Linked DNA regions of Mus musculus: regions 1 and 3 are each linked to region 2. A link is a contact called in public promoter capture Hi-C data. All regions are on one chromosome and are shown on one strand. The core of a region is the stretch at or near the end of the contact, and the rest is flanking DNA. Distances in the headings are between cores, read along the strand shown.

Region 1 (4,186 bases), core at 992-3,491, 150 kb before region 2:
CCATCCTTAAAGAAAGTCCTGCCTGGGGTCACATAGACCGGAACACCAACCGAGCCAATAGGATTCATGTTTTTACTAAACCCGGTAGCTTTTGAAATTGATCAGGGTATACTTGATTTGTTCTGTGGCCCGGTCATACGGGGCCTTACTTTTTCTTGCTTCTGGTCTTCAGGTTTGCCTCAAGTCTGCCTCTGAGTGTGTTAGCCCCATCTTTGATGTACTTGCTTTTGGCCTTTGGTCTCCCGTGTGGATGACGCTCCCTTGCCAATGCACCTTTAACCTCTGACCCTCACCTGTCATTATTGTGCTTTTTGCACCTTTGACCTCTGTCCTTCAGAAGCCCGTTCATCAGTAAGTCACCAGTGCTAGCCTCTATCCTACTGACCGTCTAGATCTCTGAGACCTGGAGGCACAGCCTGACCAAAATCCCCCGGATCATGGAGATGTTAGACAACCGGTCCTGGTAGATGACTGAGATGTCATCTGCTGTGGACTGAGGCGCTCACCTGGAGGAAGGAGCTGGCTGAAAAGGCCGTAGAAACTGATCCTAAAGGCAAGGTTGACAGTCTAGGAATTAGAACTCTTTTTCTTGATTCTATTTCCTACATCGATCTTTTTCTGAACCACTTCTCAATGCTGCCTTCCTTCTGTGATACCTATGTTATGAGCCTGAGCATGCTCCTCCGTGCCTCCTCCCCACCCCCACCCCTGAGACAGGGTCTCACTAAGTAATCCTGTCAGACCTAGAATCACTATGTAGAACAAACTCTCAAAGGCCCCCTGTTTCTGTCTCCTGAGGGTGGGATTAAAGACATGAGGTGCTCTCCTCAGTACAGATCTGACTTCGTGGCCACTCCCCTTCTGTTGCCCACAGGATAACCTAAGGATGGCCACAAAAAAAAAAAAAAAGTTTTAAGAGTCTCACAGGGTAGTCTACACTGTGTGGCACAGGCTGCCTTAGAACTCCTGATGCAGCCTAGGCTGGCTGGCCTCAAACTTGAGACAGTCCTTCTTTCTCAGACTCCTCCACAGCTTGCCCTTTCTACTTTCCTGCTAAACTCTTGGTTATTAAAACTCCAATGTGTGCTCCTTGAAAGTAAAGTGCCACCGATGGGCAGGACCTGCTAACCGGAAGGCAAAATAGCTGCGATATGCATTCTTGGTTTTCTCCAATTGCCTAGTAATTAGGAACTTGCTCTACTGCAAGGTTAAGGGGCTAGGCCACTGGAAACATCGGAAGGACACTGTTAAGACTGGCTTTTGACAAAATCCTGAAAGGAGAGGCCGCGTTTTGGTCTACTGGACTACGCTCCGCCTATTATAGTCTTGTTCCTAAAACTTGTTTTCCTCCTCCAAACTCTCACTTGGATTTTCCCGTTCTTCGTTCACTCTAATCTGTTTTGTGTCTGGTCCCTCCTTTTTCCCCCTTTGAAGACCATTCTCAGAATCCTCCCTCTCTTTAGGGTTTGCTGGGTAACTAGTAGCAGCCGGCACTTTTCAGAATTGAAGTAAGGCACCGCCTCCGTCCTAACTTTTCATCTATAGGCCGAGGGACGTTGATATGCTAAACAAACAGTAAGTGCAGTCACTGGTTATCTAGGTGGCGGGAAAGAGTTCCAATTCCTATTCCTTTCCTGTCCTCTGAAAAGCCAAAAAAGGGCCTGCTCAGAGGTTAGGGCAAGATGGAGACTTCTCATGTTGCAACGCAAATGATCCAGTTCAGGCAAAGACAGATACTCGGCAAAGGTCAAAGAGATGGTGGGTCTTTTTCTATCTCGACCACTGAATGGAAGTCTTTCCTCACCTCTCTCTTCACTTCACTCCTCCCCTCCCCCACCCGGTCCCTAAATTAATTGCTTTTCTTTAGGTGAGTGAGGCCAGGAGTAACCAAGCAGATCCTAGTCGGAAATGATATCCGGACTTGGAAGAGACCGCGGGGAGGGACATTAAGAGAACTGTGGGACTGGCCCCTCAGAGAGGAGGGCAGCCTCTGGCGGCGGTGGGCCGGAGGGCAGCCCCACGACCAGCCACGCAGGCAGGCTCAAAGTAATGCGGCTGCAGAGGCACAGTACGCGGGCATGCTGCACAGATCACACCAAGGGCGGGGCCCGGAGGGCGGGGCCTTGCCCGAGGGGGCTGACAGGGAGTCGAGTTGTCCAATGGCTTCTTTCCCAGGTTGCCAGGAGGACCAATGAGCGAGCAGTGGGGCGGGCACAGGGGCTGGAGCTGGGCAGAAGGCTGGCGGTTGGCCACTGGGGCCGGGAGCGGGGAGCGGTGGCGTGGAGGTGTCCTCGCGCTCGCAGCCGCGATCCGGACAGAGCTGTGTGGTCTAAGGCAAGCCAGCCGACCGCAGCGGGAAGCCGGGCGGAACGGAGCGGCGGGAGCAGGATGGCAGAGGCCGTCGGAGCCGTGGCACTGATTGCGGCCCCGGCCCGCCGGCGCTGGCTGTGGTCGGTGCTAGCCGCGATGCTCGGGCTGTGTGAGTGATGCCGAGCCGGGGTCGGGCGGGGGCTCCGCGGCCGTGCGCGCGCTCGGGGCGCCTCGGAGGGGAGGGGGCGCGGCCTGCGAGCTCTGGGGCCTGGGCACGCCGCCCGGGGAGCGCGGCCGGGAGCCGAGGAACCTCTTTCTTTGGATCCCTTTGCGTAGAGGGCGAGGGGGGTGGGGCGGGGAGGGGTGAGGGAGCTCCCTACCTTGCAGCTCCCTGGGGACAGTCCCAGGAGCCCACTCACGCCCAGTCCCCTGCGGTCGCCTCCTGGCGATTCTGAGTTGCCCAGGACCTCCCGGGAGTCCGACTCTGGAATTGATGTTCTCCACCTTTGGGAGATGGCGGAAGATTGCAGGATTTTTCACCTGTGGGCCTTTGTTGGTTTATTTCCTTGTTTAAACCAGTGTTTTTCCTTTACCTGGTAAGATCTATTTCGAATGCGCTCAGATCAATTCTTAAGGCTCTATGATTGAAAACTCAGACTCTCATTTATTTCATCTCTGGGGTCTGTAAATCACAGAGGCGAAATTTACGTTACTTCTAGCCTAGAATGCAAAGGCTTGAAAGAATTCGGTCGAATTCGTATTAATGGTAAACATGGGCAAGATAGTTTGACAAGACGAACATTTACAAAGCATGCTTTTACTTTGATTTTAAAAGCCCCCCTCTCAGGCCCTTACCAAATAAACCAGGCTTAAGTTTTTGATAAAGGCTCCGGCTCGGTTTATATGACGTCTTGGACGAGTTGTTTTATGGGGCGTCTGAAGTAGTGTCTGCCCCAGGACTTTTTTTGTGTGTTGTTCAAAGTAAAGTACTTGTTTCTGTCTCAGAATTCAGCTAAGTAGTGGTTACCGAGAGGTCGAACTCCTAAGAAAACACGGAGGGGGTTCCTCCCACTCATTCTTTTGTTGTGTAAAATGTAATTTGTTCAAAATCCATTACTCAGTACTTTCTTTCGTGCAAAAGTTCTTAATGTAGTAGTCTCTCGAACCAGGAGTATAGGTGAGATTCTGTTGGATTTCCAGCTTTCATTTAAGCTCCTAGTTAATAGCTTGGAGGTGAAAATGGACAAGATTCTTTTTTTTTTTTTTTTTTTTTATGTATCAGATGGGATCTGTTTTGTTTTTGTTTTTGTTTTCCTGTTTCTCCTAAGGAAACAGAAAAGGCGTGGGTTTTTGTTTGTTTGTTTGTTTGTTTGTTTTTGCCATTTTTTTTTCTATTGGTGCCGGCTGTATTTGTGTTTAAGCAAAGGAACACAGAACAGACCCAAACTCCACTTTATCAGACTGATTGTGGGCTGAATTGTGTGATGTCAGACATTGCCGTTGGGGACAGGGCGGTCAGAGTGATCTTAAATTCAGGGTGTTAAAAGCTGCAGAAGCAGGGACTGTGTTATGAATGAAATGTCACCTGCTCTGCTATAAAAGAAACCATTCTTCTTCTTCTTTTTTTTTTAGAAGCCAGGTATGATGGCTTACACCTGAAATCCCAGCACTTGAGTGGTTGGGACAGGGGGATTGACATGAGTTGGAGGCCAGTCTGGGCTGATTTGAAGGAACTACACATAAGGGCTCATCTTTTACAAAACATTCTGAGACAGCATCTCACTGTTTTATCACAGGCTGTTCTTGAACTGGGCATCGTCCTGACTCTGCCTCCCAAGGGCTGGATTAAAGGTGTATACCACACCTGACTTTTCTG
Region 2 (3,939 bases), core at 1,216-3,715:
TTGTAACATTAGCATCTGTGTTCTCCAATTGTCTTTGGGGGTCGTTAGGAACAGCTAATGCCCATAAGAAGGCATTTAATATCCCCCCCTTAATTTTTTATTTATTTTTTGAGACAAAGTCTTTCTATGTAGTTCTGGAACTCACTATGGAGATCATGCTGACCTTGATCTCAGAGAGCGTCCGGCCTCTATGCTGGGATTAGCAGTGTGCACTACCACTTCTATCCACTTAATACATTATTTTAAATCTTTCACGCAAAGTATTATTATTTCATATAATGTATTTTTTAACATCTTTAAAAAATTTAAATTTATGCATACCTCTGTGTGTGTATGTGTCTGTTTTTGTGCAACATGTGTTGCATGGAGGCCAGAAAAGTGTGTCAGATCCTCTGGAGCTGGACTTGCAGGCAGCTGGAAGCTGGAAACTGAACTTTGGTCATCTAGAAGAGTAGCAAGCATTCTTCACCATTGAGCCATCTCTCCAGCCCCATATAATGTATTTTGACCATATTCAACCCACATTCCTCTCCTGTACTTAGTATCCTTTAATTTACTAGAAACATAAACTAAGGGGCTGGGGAGATGGCATAAACATAGGGATCTGCGTTCGGATTCCTAAAAAAAAACCACATAAAAGTGGCACAAGCCTGTTACTCCAGCACTGGCGAGGCGGAGATTCCTCAAGCTTACTGGCTAGTCGGTCATCTTCAAGTTAACTGCCCAACAATTAAGATTGAGAGTGATCAAGAAAAGATGTATGCTGTCAACCACTAGCGTCCTCTACAATGTACACATGTACACCACACATGAGCACGATAAGATCGTTGTTCTAAATGTTGTGACTTGGGGACAGTTTTGTTGTGACTTGGGGACAGTTTTGTTGTGATTACTAAGGAAGGAAAGCAGCCTCATTTTGAGACTAGAAAGATGGGAGTTGAAGTGAAAGCAGAATTACTGTAGATCTGAGATAGGCATAAGGGACTCAAGGGACTCACACAGCCCAGGCCAGCCTCAGACTTCATCTGGAGTTGAGGCTCGCCTTGATCTCCTGATTCTCCTGCTTCCACTTCCCAAATGCTAGGGTGAACAGGAGTATCCCAATCCATGGGAAACCTGATTTGTCCATGAGTCTAAAAGGCAAGGATATCTAAAGTAAATAGCTGGGAGTTTTTCTTATGAGTCTTCTTAAGAGTAAAATAGACAAATTCCATTTTAGAAGAATTTTCTGTAAGTTCTGCAACATAATAAATGGTAGTGGCAGAGATACTCTCCACAGATACACCCACGGCTTAGTTACAATTTAAGCACTTCACAGGTTGTTTTGGGACTCACTGTGTAGACTTTGAACTCACAGAGGTCTACCTGACCCTTCCTCTCAGATGGTGGGATGCCACCATGCCCGGCTCCCTCAGGCACCTTAGATGAAGCATTTCATGTAAGACTGACACATTGGGGATGTCCAAATCTACAGAAAAGGTGTGTTTAATCCTCTCATCTGGAGGGCATGTGGATGGCACCTTGCCAATTCTCTCACAGTCAAGCAGAATGTGTGAGCCTGTGGGAATATAACTAGGAATGAGGATTCCCCACCCCCACCCCAAACAAAAGAACAAGTGAGGATGTGAAGGTACAGCAAGCATCCTTCCTGGCTGAATCCAAGCACACCTTCTGATGTCATGGGAAAACTGAGCAGTAACAGGATGCGAAGATTATGGATATGTTAGGACCGATCACAACCATGTCCATCATCATCTCTTGTAGAGTTTCCTACTAGTTTTTGACTTATGCTCAGTTTTTCATCAATAATGTAGTCTTCTTTAAGAAGAGGACAATGGGGGTTGGGGCTGGGGGGTTGAAAAGGAACGGTATCACCAAAGCTTGCTTGATCACTCTGTCAACTCCTCTTCTGCATTCTTCATGGTTTTTAGTGTCTATACACTTTTGTGACTTATTTTCTGTCAGTCTCTTCTTGGCCTGTTTACACTGTCTCCCTCTGAACTGTAAACCCCCTCTTTAGAGATCACATTATTAGTCTTTCTTTCTTCCACAGCACCTTTCTAGCACCTTCATATGATAGGCACTTACTATTTGACTGATGAAAGCAAACAGGACAAGCTAGAAATATATGATATCCAAGACAAACAGGACAGGGTCACATTTAAGCTTCTAATCTAACCTAAAAGGCTGGCAGAAATAAACCCTGAACTTGCCAACCACTCTCCTCTCAAGTCTATTAGCTGTGACACTAGATGGTCGTTTTCCTTCTAGCTCTGCTATTTCTTCTACTGAAACTCCTACTTCCCACGTACCTCTGTTCTCCAAGACTGTGGAGAAGCTCGAGCCTAGATTAGGGACTAGATCTTTCAGGAATGCAGAGAACAGGAAAGGGGTCTGGTGTTATTATTCTGAAGACAGCAGAAGTGCCATGTCTGTCCATACCTGACCCATCAAATGACAGTTTTGTCAAAAAGCCGTTTTCCAGGCCACACCCTCATCAGAAGTTCATTGTTTCACGCGCACTGGCTGTGCTTCTGATTGGCTGGCATCACCGTACCCCTCCCCCAACACTGAGTGGTCTACTGCTCTTGGAAGACTGGCTTGGCTCAATCTCAGGTTCTCATGTCTGGACATGTGAGACAGTTGGAGAGAGTGAAATAACCCCATCGTTTACACATCTCTTTCCTTGACCATGTGGAGGGTGACTGAAATTAGGTCACAGTTGATAGGTGACTATTATCAAAAGAAAAGTCTCTTAAGCAAGCACCCAAGTTTAGTCAATACAGTAGTTTCGCCATGTCTTTGGTTTTGTTACGCAAGCTAAGTTACCACTGATCAACTTTGGTCTGAAAACATGAATGGAAAATTACAGCAATACTCTTTCTTTTTGGAATTACAGTGTTCAGCAGCATAATGAAGTCTCTCACTGTCCTCTCTGGGACACGAATCATCCTCCTGTCCAGTGTAGTCACTCTGTATAAATGACTTGTATGGCAGACTTGTCAGCATTTTGCTACAATTGTCTTATCTTATTACTGTTGTTATTAATTTCTTACTATACTTCATTAAAAAACTGGCATAGATGTCTACAGACAACCAGCAGCACCTCAGCGTTTGGTACTATCTTCCAGGTGCTGCCAGGGCTGGTGGATAAACAAAGGAGCACTATTGTAGTGACCACACTATCAGGGCCATGAATTTTACCAGTTTTAATGAATTTACTACTTGTGAGGTAAAATTTTGACAAATTATACATCTGTTTTTGAATATACGTCTGGTTTTAATGTGTCTACTTATAAATTTACGCAAAGGTCAGTTAAAATCTGAGGCCTTATGAGTAAGAATTTAAGTTTTCACAATCCAGTGGGACACTGTCAAAGTATGTTTTAAAGGAGCTGTCCTGGCTAGTTTTATGCCAACTTGACACAAGGTAGAGTCATCAGAGGTGGGAGCCTCAGCTGAGAGAAGGCCTCTATTTGGCTGGGGTGTAGGTGAGCTTGTGAGGCCTTTTCTTAGAGATTGATGTGGGTGGACTCAGCTGCTGTGGTGGGCCCACCCTTCGACAGGTGGTCCTGAGTGCTATAGGAAAGAAGGTTGAGCAGGAGAGAATGCAGCCCCATGGCCCTGCATCAGCTCCTGCCTCCAGGCTCCTGCCCTGTTTGAGTCCCAACTTCAATGATAGACTATGATGTGGAATATCGAAGTGCGAGGTCAAACCCTTTCTTCCCCAACTCTGCTTTTGGTGTTTCATGGCAGCAACAGAAACCCTAAGACAGGGCATATATTTAAAACTTAAACAAAAAACTGAAAATATATGTGAATATTCTTATAGCCAATTCTAGTAATTAAATTTACTGTATTCCAAAATGTAAAAACACACATTTTAAGGGAGGGGGGTTTAATTATGCGTATGCTACTGAATCCAGTCTCAGGGTGAAT
Region 3 (4,207 bases), core at 1,581-4,080, 150 kb after region 2:
TAATTGTTTGACATTGAATAGCCTTAAGGTAGAAATATAGACATTATACATAAAAAATAATGAAAAATATTTCTCTTAAGACTTACTGAATTTTGAAACTGTTTTCATAATCTTTAGAGCAAAGGTGCTATTACTGCATCACCTTTGACGTACTTGTTACCTGCTGTGTAGGTTATAACTCGGAATGAACTCATGCTGGAAGAGACTCGGAACACCATCACCGTCCCAGCCTCTTTCATGTTGAGGATGTTGGCGTCACTGAATCATATCCGAGCTGGTAAGAACTTCTACTCTATCATTAAAATCATTATTTTATTTGAAAACAGTAAGCCCTACCTTAGAGATCTATGTGATTTTCTTAATGTCCAAAAATGAAATCAACAACTTTAGAACTAGGATTTCTTTCTGTGAACCCTTGACCTAACACTGTAAATTATGTCCTTATAAAACTCGTTTATTGGAAAATGGTAAAATGCAAGCACAGTCGCTTGAGAACTCTGTCTTAGGTAATCTTCCTTTACAGGAAGTACAGTGCACTGCTGGGTGGGTGTAGTGGCACTCCCTAAACACAAGGGAGGTGGAGGGAGGAGGGAGGAAGAGCTGTCCAGAGTCACCCTAGGCTACATAGGAAGTTCAAGGCTAGCCTGAGATACATGAGTCCTGCCTCCACTAACAAAAACAATAAATAAGGTTATGCTGAGTACACTTTACCATAGATTTATTTAAAAAATCAGTAAAGCCCTAGTGAAAAGCAAGCGTTATGTGGTAAGGAAGGAAGTTATGTTAGTGTACTTTTCAATAATGTTTTTAAGATTTAATTATTTTTATTTTATGTGTCTGAGTTTTCCTTCATGTGTATCTGGTACTGTATGTATGCAGTGCCCACAGGAGCAAGAAGAAGGTATTGGATCCTCTGGAACTGAAGTTACAGACTATGGTTACTGGGTGCTGGGAACTGAAGCCAGGTTATATAAGTGATCTTAATTACTGAGCCATCTCTCCACCTCTTAATACATTTTTTAGATGATAAACTCTGGTTCAGTGACTTGGATCTGAAAACTATGTATCATTACAACTAATATTTCAGAGTAAATTGCATAATCTGTATTCATAACAGTAAAAGTGTGTATTATGTATGCTTATCACTTCTCACTGACTTCATAAGTTCATTCACGTGTTGAGTATTATGCATCATTTATAGAGTACTTATATTGTATCAAATATTAACTGTTCACTTATTTATTTAGAGGGCTTCTCTGTAGTCCTAGTTGTCCTGCAGTTTGCTCTGTAGACCAGGCTGGCCTCGATTCACAGAGATCCTCCTGCCTCTGCCTCCTGAGTACTAGTATTAAAGCCATGTACCACTGACACAGCAAATACTAGCCCTTTAAAAAAAAATTAAAGACTTTATTTTAGATTTATTTTATTTTATTTTATGGTATGGTATGAGTGTTTTACCTGCATGTACACATGCATGCCTAACACAAAGGGGGTTCAAAAGAGAATGTTGGATACCATAGACCTGGAGCTACAGTTGTTTGTGATCCAGTGTGTGGTGATGGGAACTGAACCTGGGTCTTCTACAAAAGCAGCAAGTCTCTCCAGTCTCTCAAATAGTAACCCTTTAAATTAGGCTTTAATAATTTGCCCAGGCCATTACCTGATGAACGTTAAACCTGACTTGAAACTACATTCCCTTTGACTCAGGGTTTCACGTACAGCCCTGAGGCCAGCCCATTACTCTGCCATGCTAGCCCTAGATGATAAACCAAAACCTTCCTCTCCTCAGAGTTTCTATCATTAAACTGCTCCCTCCCATCTGGTGTTTGGTGTCCTTCTGTTGTGGACATCTTTAAGCCTGATCTATTTTAATATTTTCCACAGTATTTGGGAAAATGCACTTGTCAATATATGTCTTAAATGCTATCCTTACTGTGGCAGTGGCTTTCTGCCATTGTCTTCATACACCCTGGTGCGATACAGCTTATCTTCATACCTCACATCCATTCCTTCAGTAAACCTTGCTCCAGGGTAAAGCTCTGTGGCACAGTGCTTTCTTACTTATTGTGCCCGAGGCTCTAGGTTGAATTCTTCAGTGCTGCGGAAACCAACCAAGGACACTAAACACCTTCACTGAACGGTCTGTATAAGCCCTGAAGATAGAAAGATCCAAAATTATCCAAAAGCTAATCGACAGGTTCACAAGTAGTGTAACCTGGGTCATTGTTGTAAGGCTCATCAAGGAGTTTCCAGAAAATGTGGAGGAAGGAGCTCATGAAGAAGTTGGGAAAGTTTAGCAAAAAGCTTCATAGTTGTACTGGGCAGAAGCATGGTCTAATGGATTATGCAAAAATGCCCCAAGCAAAGGAACAGCAAGTGCAAATGGGATAAGCCTAGGAGAGCATGCATGGTACAGTGGCCACCAAGTACATGACATATGTGTACACTTGAATATTGAACCAGATAGGGCTTACCTTGAGGGAAGAAACTGCATTCATTTTAGTCACCATTGTTATCTCAGGGTTAGCCACTTCCTGGAATGTAGTAGATACTGAATTTTAAGAAATCTTACAAACAGAAGTACACAAGCCTCTTACAGATGTGTCCATCTGGTTACCCACAGGCCATGTGCCCCAAAATAGCTGTGAATTTAGCCCAATGGAAAATCATAATTTCATTGAAAGTACTGTTTCCAGTGTAAGAGTTTTTTTGGGGTTTTTTTTTTTTTGGCAAAGTTTTTGTTTGTTTTATTTTTGCAACCTGATTGCTCTGTTTTGGAGCATGAACTTTGTAAATGACATCAAGTCACAGTGTCAGAAGGTGAACACATCAGCATTCTCTCCAGGCTTCTCTCTCTTGCATCCCCTTCCAGGTCCCCTTAGTTAAAACTTAGCCTCCAAGACACCTTGTTTGAAAACCACTGCAAGAGAATGTAATATATCAAGGTCTTGTATGTTTAAAATTATATGGTATTGTATATACTGTATTATGTTTTCATTCTTCATTACCTTTTGACGCCAAATTGAAAGCTTATATTGGGGCTGGAGGCATGGCTCAGTTAAAGAGTACGTGCTGCTCTTTCAGAAGACTGACGTTAGGCAGCTCACAGTCGCCTGTATCACCAGCTCCAGGGCTTCCAGGGCTTCCAGCCTCAACAGGCACCTGCTCTCATATACACATGCCTACTGGGCATGGGTGCACATACATAGAATTTAAAACATTGAAAAGAAAATCTTAAAAAAAAAAAAACAAAAAACCTTTAAGAGCCAGGTTTGGTGGTGTATGACTTTAATCCTAGCTCTAGAAATGCAAGGCAGGTAGATCTCTGTGAATTAGAGGCCAGCCTGGTCTACAAAGCCAGCCAAGGCTACATAGTAAGACCTTGTTTCCGAAAAAACAAAAACCAAACCAAGACTTCTGTATATACTAGTGAGTAGATTTTTACATACTTAAGTTTTGAATTAGAAATGTTTTTTGTGGTTTTAAATGAAGTTCTAGGGGTTATTTATGATAAATACTAAAAGGATTTTGAGTGTGTATGATTCTCATGTCTGTTTTCCAGACCGTCTGGAGGGTGACAGATCAGAAGGTTCAGGTCAGGAGAATGAAAATGAGGATGAAGAATAAAGAACTCCTTGGCAAGCACTTAGATGTTCTGAGATTTGTATACGACATTTATTATATTTTTTTTCTTTACAGAACTTTAGTGCAATTTAAGGCTATGGGTTTTTTTTTTTTTTTTTTTTTTTTGGAGTTCTTCCCTATTTTGGGGATAACCAAACATTGGTTTGGAATGAGTGTGTGCATGAGTTGGGAGAGTGTGTAAAACAAAGTAAGCAAAATGTTTTTTGAAACCTTTTGCCGTGTATGGAGTCCAAAAAAAAAAAAAAAAAAAAAAAAAAAGCAAAGTGCAATACTTCCTGACCCTCCGCTGTGGGAGCTTGGATCAATGCTGAAGTCATTTTCATTGTAGTGAAAATGTTGGTTCAAATAAATTTCTACACTTGCCATTTGCATGTTTGTTGCTTTCTAATTAAAGATGTTGGTTGCTTTAAGATATCCTAAATTTGACTTTTTATTTAATTCTTTGCTACTTTACCCACATTTTCTAGTCATTTCTCTAACAAAAGAGGGCTTGCTGTTTTCTGAATTTAATAGTCCTTTCCATCTTGACCTCTGTGTGACCAGATAATGTAAAAGGGCCTTT

The links. Promoter capture Hi-C pulls out the DNA fragments that hold promoters and counts their contacts.
Region 1: a promoter capture Hi-C map of second pharyngeal arch cranial neural crest shows a contact between it and region 2. The contact joins the promoter of Mpzl1 here to the promoter of Adcy10 in region 2. A contact is called at or near these places in 12 of 39 promoter capture datasets (the 3T3-L1 cell line, the C10 cell line, the HPC-7 cell line and 8 more), 2 of 484 Hi-C or Micro-C datasets (both in liver), 5 of 115 datasets of contacts at active chromatin or transcription factors (the 230-238 cell line, the SCID.adh cell line, bone marrow-derived macrophages and 1 more) and 3 of 9 other capture datasets (adipose tissue, liver and pancreatic islet).
Region 3: a promoter capture Hi-C map of liver shows a contact between it and region 2. The contact joins the enhancer-like site here to the promoter of Adcy10 in region 2. A contact is called at or near these places in 5 of 39 promoter capture datasets (frontonasal cranial neural crest, hematopoietic stem and progenitor cells, liver and 1 more), 2 of 484 Hi-C or Micro-C datasets (the G1E-ER4 cell line and nephron progenitors), 1 of 115 datasets of contacts at active chromatin or transcription factors (large pre-B cells) and 3 of 9 other capture datasets (adipose tissue, liver and pancreatic islet).

What each region holds. Positions count from the first base shown.
Region 1 is chr1:165,632,596-165,636,781 of GRCm38.p6, reverse strand. It overlaps Mpzl1 (myelin protein zero-like 1), which reads left to right and starts at 2,241. Exons shown (of 6, transcript NM_001083897.1): 1 at 2,241-2,479. The coding sequence starts at 2,389.
Region 2 is chr1:165,483,709-165,487,647 of GRCm38.p6, reverse strand. Adcy10 (adenylate cyclase 10) reads right to left here and starts at 2,465. Exons shown (of 34, transcript NM_173029.3): 1 at 2,313-2,465.
Region 3 is chr1:165,329,359-165,333,565 of GRCm38.p6, reverse strand. Dcaf6 (DDB1 and CUL4 associated factor 6) reads left to right here. Exons shown (of 19, transcript NM_028759.1): 18 at 172-277; 19 at 3,563-4,066. The coding sequence ends at 3,627. Among named protein-coding and RNA genes, the nearest start is that of Gpr161, 36 kb to the right of the region's middle. Within about 2 kb of position 2,830, at least 5 of the 459 cell types and tissues checked have an H3K27ac peak or open chromatin away from gene starts, as enhancers often do. A contact at or near this core is called in liver, where this site is marked.